Linked DNA regions of Sus scrofa: region 2 is linked to region 1. A link is a contact called in public Hi-C data. All regions are on one chromosome and are shown on one strand. Each heading gives the region's core, a stretch centred on a gene start, on an enhancer-like site or on the middle of the called end of the contact. The rest is flanking DNA. Distances are from core to core; before and after follow the strand shown.

Evidence for each region. Hi-C and Micro-C count contacts between places; a contact is called where the count stands out from the background.
Region 2: a contact with region 1 is called in a Hi-C map of omental adipose tissue, with 3 times the contacts expected there. The contact joins two enhancer-like sites. A contact is called at or near these places in 1 of 5 promoter capture datasets (liver), 28 of 47 Hi-C or Micro-C datasets (adipocytes, alveolar macrophages, blood and 17 more) and 2 of 2 datasets of contacts at active chromatin or transcription factors (alveolar macrophages and skeletal muscle).

Annotation. Positions count from the first base shown.
Region 1 is chr7:87,591,050-87,594,222 of Sscrofa11.1, reverse strand. The region is part of intron 9 of SV2B (synaptic vesicle glycoprotein 2B); the gene reads left to right. Among named protein-coding and RNA genes, the nearest start is that of SV2B, 170 kb to the left of the region's middle. Within about 2 kb of position 1,717, at least 3 of the 83 cell types and tissues checked have an H3K27ac peak or open chromatin away from gene starts, as enhancers often do. A contact at or near this core is called in omental adipose tissue, where this site is marked.
Region 2 is chr7:87,823,647-87,826,806 of Sscrofa11.1, reverse strand. LOC106504496 (a long non-coding RNA gene) reads left to right here. Exons shown (of 4, transcript XR_002345980.1): 4 at 1-1,729. Among named protein-coding and RNA genes, the nearest start is that of SV2B, 58 kb to the right of the region's middle. Within about 2 kb of position 1,851, at least 3 of the 83 cell types and tissues checked have an H3K27ac peak or open chromatin away from gene starts, as enhancers often do. A contact at or near this core is called in omental adipose tissue, where this site is marked.

The sequences.
Region 1 (3,173 bases), core at 468-2,967:
GCATTAGAAAAGTCCCACCCTTTCCCGCCTCAATTCTTTCTGACTCCTCGTCTTTCTACTCCTGGGACACTGAGATGGACAGTCCAGCCTGTTGGGGTTTAAGAATGCCTTCTTGAGGGAGTTCCCGTTGTGGCTCAGTGGGTTACAAACCCAACTAGTATCCATGAGGACACAAATTCAATTCCTGGCCTTGCTCAGTGGGTTAAGGATCTGGCATTATCGTGAGCTGAGGTGTAGGTCGCAGACATGGCTCGGATCCCATGTTTCTGTCTGTGACGTAAGCTGGCAGGTGCAGGTCTGATTCAACCCCTAGCCTGGGAATTTCCATATGCCACAGGTGTGGCCCTAAAAAGCAAAAAATAATAATAAAAAAATAATGCTTCCTTGAGACTGCCCTCAAGGAGGGCAGGGCAAAAATTTCCCTGGGCCGCATGATGCACTAAGCTGAACACATTCAGCCCTGCTGTTTCCCTTCTGGAATTATACTTAGCAGGTTCACTGGGACAGGTAACTCCATAGTCCAGGTGGTGCAGTGTCAGTGATATAAACTGCCCCCTAGTTAACACCTCTGTGCAAGAATTATCACCAGGAATTCTCTCCTCCAGTGTGGGTTTTACCTCCCCAGGCTGTACCCACCTACATGGCTGAGGGAAGTGGCCCTGCCTGTGATTGTCAGCTGCAGTAGGAGAGGACCAAGGGGAAGTCCAAGGAGGGGCTTTGGGCAGTCTAGTCCATATGGCTCTTATGGGCTGGACCTTAGCAAATGTTCACTGTTATTTAGGATGAGAAAGAAAGTGTGATATAAAAAGGAGAATATTATTTCTACGAAACTCATATTTGGGGGAGGAAAGTTAGGACCAAGTATCAGTGAATGGAATTTAGATTTTCAGGTGATTTTTTTAAAAGGCTGAGGCTTGGTCACAAACATCTACACACTCAAGTGCCCATGCAGGCACGCGCCCTTGGTGGAGACACTTCAGTCACTGGAATCTGCAGAGAGTGGCCACTTCCAGGAATAGCAGCTCCAAGGCTAGTGGTTGGCAGTGGATGGCAACTCCCTCCAGGATTTCTCACTGTTAAGGCTCTTTCATATAAGCCAAGAGGTCTTGTGTTGGCAATGCCAAGGAAGAAATGCTTTGCCATTATTAGAACATTTTAGAAATGTTGGAAACAAGCACATTATGGATGGCTTGATGTCACCCAGGATTTTTCCCTGCAGAAACAATTCACTAGAAGAGATCTCATCCATGGAGTTCCCAATGTTCAGTGATCCTCTATTGTGATATTAGTGATAATAATGACGGTAATGGCAGTGGTAATAGGCTGATAATAACATTACCAAACACTTCTGTGTGCTGGATGCTGCCTCAAGTGCCTTTCCTAGATTATCTCCTTTAAAAACTCCAGGAGGCAAGAAATGTGCTTTCTCTTTTACAGGTGGGGAAAAGAGCTTAGAGAGGTTGGGTAGCTCGCTCAAATCACACAACTAACATAAAGAGAAATGTCTCTCGCCCAGTTCATGCATTTGGACTTCAATCCCATACCCTTAACAACTACAAATATTATCTAATTGGGAAATATTCCATTCCCACAGAGGCTCTGTTTTACATGGTGTTTTCTGTATTAGAAAGTTAATTGCCATGTGAAAACCCTTACGATTTTGAACAGTAGGTTTTGGAGTTCCAAGACTTAGCTGTGCAGAAAATGGGAACTTGTGGTCCACTCTGCCCTTTTAAAAGGACCAGGACTCCTGAAGCTTTCAGCAGGCTGCTGGGTGGGAGTGAGGAGAAGCAAGACTTGATGAGGGTGGTGGTCTCGTCTGGACCCAGAACCCCATGGGATATAGTTACTGACAAGGGTCTGGGAATGCATAGGCAGGCCAAGGTTGGTTTGGGAGTGGATGTAAATATTCTGCACATAAATATTCAGAGGTTCTATCACTTTTCTGTATTTCGAATGCATGGGAAAGTTTCTGGGTGATTATTAAAGTATAAATTCTTTCAAAAGTTGCAGTGAGTTAATTTTAACTTACCATATATATGTTTTTTAACCAACAGATTCTAAAGTACACCCACTGTCATTTGAAGCCCATAATTTTTAACCCCAGCAATGTGAATAAAAAGTTTTTCATAAGCTTAGGAGCATTTGAAACTAAGACTTGGTTTCTTCTCTTGAGTTATGCTGCCATCTGCTGGTCATAAACCAGAAAACACCTCTTCCTTGGAAACCTTGAGCCTCTTTGGAGAACGTGATTGATGTTGTTTAGCTCGGGTGGGACATTTTCCCATTTGTACCAGGATTCCCTCTTCGACTTTGTCCACACTTTGTTGACTAAAAATTTAGATAAAATTATTTACTTTATTGACTGTCACACATGGGGGAAGCTTACTTTTGGCAAGGAGAGCAGAGAGAAAGCAAGCAAACACACATTTAGGAAAGAGAAGGTTGATTTCATGCATCACAATGAAATGCTACCCACTTGGTTAAAAGCTCCTTTTAGCGGGGTATGAATAAGAATTTTCTGCTTGGCATATACACATTACTGTATATGAAATTGATAAGTAACAAGGGCCTACTGTATAGCACAGGGAAATCTATTCAATACTCTGTGATAGCCTATATGGGAAAGAATTTGAAAAAGAAGGTATGTATGTAAGATGTACTGTATGCTATGTACTATATACTATATAAGATTACTATAAGATTAATATATATTATACATACATACATTCTTTTCATACATACATAATATATATGCACGTATAACTGATTCACTTTGCTGTATACCTGAAACTAACACAACATTGTAAGTCAACTATACTCCAATAAAATTTATTAAAATTTTTTTTTTCTTCAGCTGCGGTGGGCATGTTTCAGGGCAGTAAATCTCTGTGCAGCTGCCAATGGTGGGAAATGTGTTAACTGTATCTTCTGGCTTTAGGTCTGAGGAAGTAGCCAAGGCTTGAGGGACTTAGGTTCCAAGCCTTGAAGGGTTATTAGCTAGCTGAGCCATCTCTGATCTAAGCCTCTAGTTGTATATCTTCTACTAGTCGTAATATTGATATATACTGTCCATCAGGCTTCAGAGTTAGTACAATATATAGGTACAATTTTTATAATTTGATCTACATCCTGCATAGTTCTTATAGACCTTCTTCCTGAATATCTTACAA
Region 2 (3,160 bases), core at 602-3,101, 230 kb before region 1:
GTGCTAAAACAACGTGTCTTGAGCATGTATGGTTGACAACTTGATGGAAAGGGACTGTGACTGACATACACAGGAAGACCTTCTCTACTAAAATCTCATGCCCAAGAATCTTATGATTCCTTGAACAGTACCAATTGCGTTTTATGATTTGTTTATTCATCTACTCAATTAATTTTGATTGTGTATTGTTCTATACCAGGAGCTGTGCTAAGAAATGGGGATACATTGTTGAACAAAAGGGAGACCTTATCCTTAGGGAGCTTATAGTAGTCAGAGGGAAGATACACATTTTTCTAGTATGAGGAAATATGACAAATGCAAGGATGATGGAAGTAAAGAGTGCTATGGGTGTACCCAGGAGGGTTGAATAACCCAGTCTTGTACCATCAGGGAGAGTTTATCAAAGGAAATAACATCTAATCTGAGACCTGAAGAATAAATTCTAGTTAGCAGGATTAAGGAGAATAGCTGGTCAGAGGGGCATGGGTTTTCATTTTAAAATATTCTAGGCAGAGAGAAAAACAACTTGGGCTAAAACCAGCCAGGGATAAAACCTTTTGGGAAACCGAGAGACTGCAGAGGAGCGGGGGAGAGAAAAAGGAGAGGAAAGCAGAGGTCAGATCACAAAAGGCCTTATAAGGAATATTAAGTGCATGGGTCTAATTATGAGGACAATGAGTCATTAAATCTTTTTATGTAGACAGTATATGATAGAACCACATTTGCATTTTGGAAAGATTACCCTGAGGATGAAATTGATGTAAAACTAGGACCAGAGAGGGGTTCTCTTAGGAGGTTATTGCAGTAGTTGGGGCCAGAAAGGATGAGCTGGACTTGAATAGAGACAGTGGGGCTGGAGAGGCAAGACTATGTCTCTAAGATGGTTTGAAGCAGGCAATCCAAACCTGCCATCCTATCACATTCAGGCAGTTGCTGCCGTTATAGTCCAGTCCTGCCAAATGCAAGCTGTCATCTCCTTGTTTGATTTTGGGTAGGCCTGTGAACTCCCTAGGGGCAAGGAGTATTTTGTATTCCTCTGTGTGTCTCTAGTATCTTGGAGATGCTCAGGGATCGAATGTTCTTGAATAAGTGAGTCTCAGCGACATGGTATTTTTGATACAGTGGTTGTCCTCATGACCTTCCAGACCCAACTTTATTAGGAAAGGTCAATGACAATCGTGAAAATCAACATCTAGAGCTACTTCAGCCTGCACATTAAGGTGTGAATACTTTCACTTGGTTCACTGAGAGTATTGAAATACCCAGGCTGGTTTTCCTGACTCAGTTCTCTTCTGCCATCTGCTGGGACAAGTATTTCATAACATACCAAAGAGAAAGAATGAATGAAGCCAGGCCCAAAAGCATTATGGGGGAAGCAGAGGTCAATACCTGGACAAATTTACAATTTGGTTGGAGAAATAAGTGTCCCCAGATTATCTTCCCTCTGCAGCTAATCTTGAGTATTTTCCACATCCCTTTTTATTTTTTTCATGTAAACTATCTTAAATATATGTAATCTCTTTTGGTTTTTGTAACAACCGAATGGTAACAGCCATTGTTATCATTACTAGTTTTGAAACGAGGAAATGGAAGCACAGAGATTTCAAGAAAATGCCAACTCTGAACAATAAATAACTGGCTGAGTCAAGACTGAAGCCTCCTTTATTCCTAGTTCCACTTTTGTCACAAAACATCCTGATGAAAGTAAGAGTTTGAGGGAGGCTGAGATGCAGCATGGACAGGGTGGGCCTGGCACAGAGGCTCAGAAGGCTGGCAGCTCCTCAAAACTTTGCCCTTAAAATTCTGAGTGTTGGTGTAAAGACTGGGGGCTAGAGAGCAGTGGGAACAACTCTTCTACATTACATGTATGTCCCCCAGGAAAAAGTCAAGGGGCTTCACTGTTTGGGGAAAAATTGTAAGGCTATGAAGATTTTTAGAGCTTGAACCAAGATGGTACCTAAAACCTTTGGCGGATGTTGTCAAAACCGATTACATGTAATGCTGCTGTTTTGGTTAACATAAGACAAAGACACAGATATAGAGAACAAACTAATGGTTACTGGTGGTGAGAGGGGAGGGGGAAAGGGAAATTCAGGGGTAAGAAAGTAAGAGGTAAAAACTATTGGGTATAAAATAAGCTATAAGAATGTATTGTACAATACATGAAATATGGCAAATATTTACAACAACTATATAAAGAGTATAAACTTTAAAAAGTATGAATCTGGAGTTTCCGTCGTGGCTTAGTGGTTAATGAACCTGACTAGTATCCACGAGGGCATGCGTTTGATCCTTGGCCTTGATTAGTGGGTTAAGGATCTGGTGTTGCTGTGAGCTGTGGTGTAGTTCACAGACGTGGCTTGGATCCCAAGTTGCTGCGGCTGTGGCATAGGCTGGCAGCTACAGCTCCCATTGGATCCCTAGCCTGGGAACCTCCATATGCTATGGGTGTGGCCCTAAAAACACAAAAAGACAAAGAAAAATACAAATAAAAATTATGAATCACTACATAGTACACCTGTAACATAACATTGTACAGCAACTATACTTCAGTAAAAAATACCATCCTTTTCTCATCTAAATTGAAGTTATTTTTATATAAAATATGCTTATATAAATACACTAATATGTTCTTGGGGTTAAAAAACCCAAACATTCAGGGAAAGCTAAAATTCTCCTTTACTTTCCCCAAAGATATGACATCAGTGGTAAGCTTCCAGATCATTGTCTATGTGTTTACACAAACATATGTGTTCCCATGGGAACATGGAACATCATTTGGTGTTTTTATTCCCATATGAATGATAGTTAGCTGCACTATACTGCCCTGCCTCTCCAACTGAGGGGCCCACAGTCTCTTGACTCACTGGATGTGCAGTGTGCTTTCCATTAGGTCCCTCCTGAGACCCCACTTTATTACCTTGTGACGGTCATCCTCTACCCAGCCCTGGTCCTCTCAAGCTATGCCTTCAGGCTAGGAGCTATCTGTAGCTATACTCAGCTTCATAATAGCTTTTCTTCTTTTTTTAAAATTGGGGTAAAATATATACAGGACAAATTCATTATTATTATTTTTTTGTCTTTTGTTGTTTTAGGGCCACACCCACAGCATATGGAGGTTCTTAGGCTAGGGGTTGAATCAGAGCTGTAGCTGCCAGCC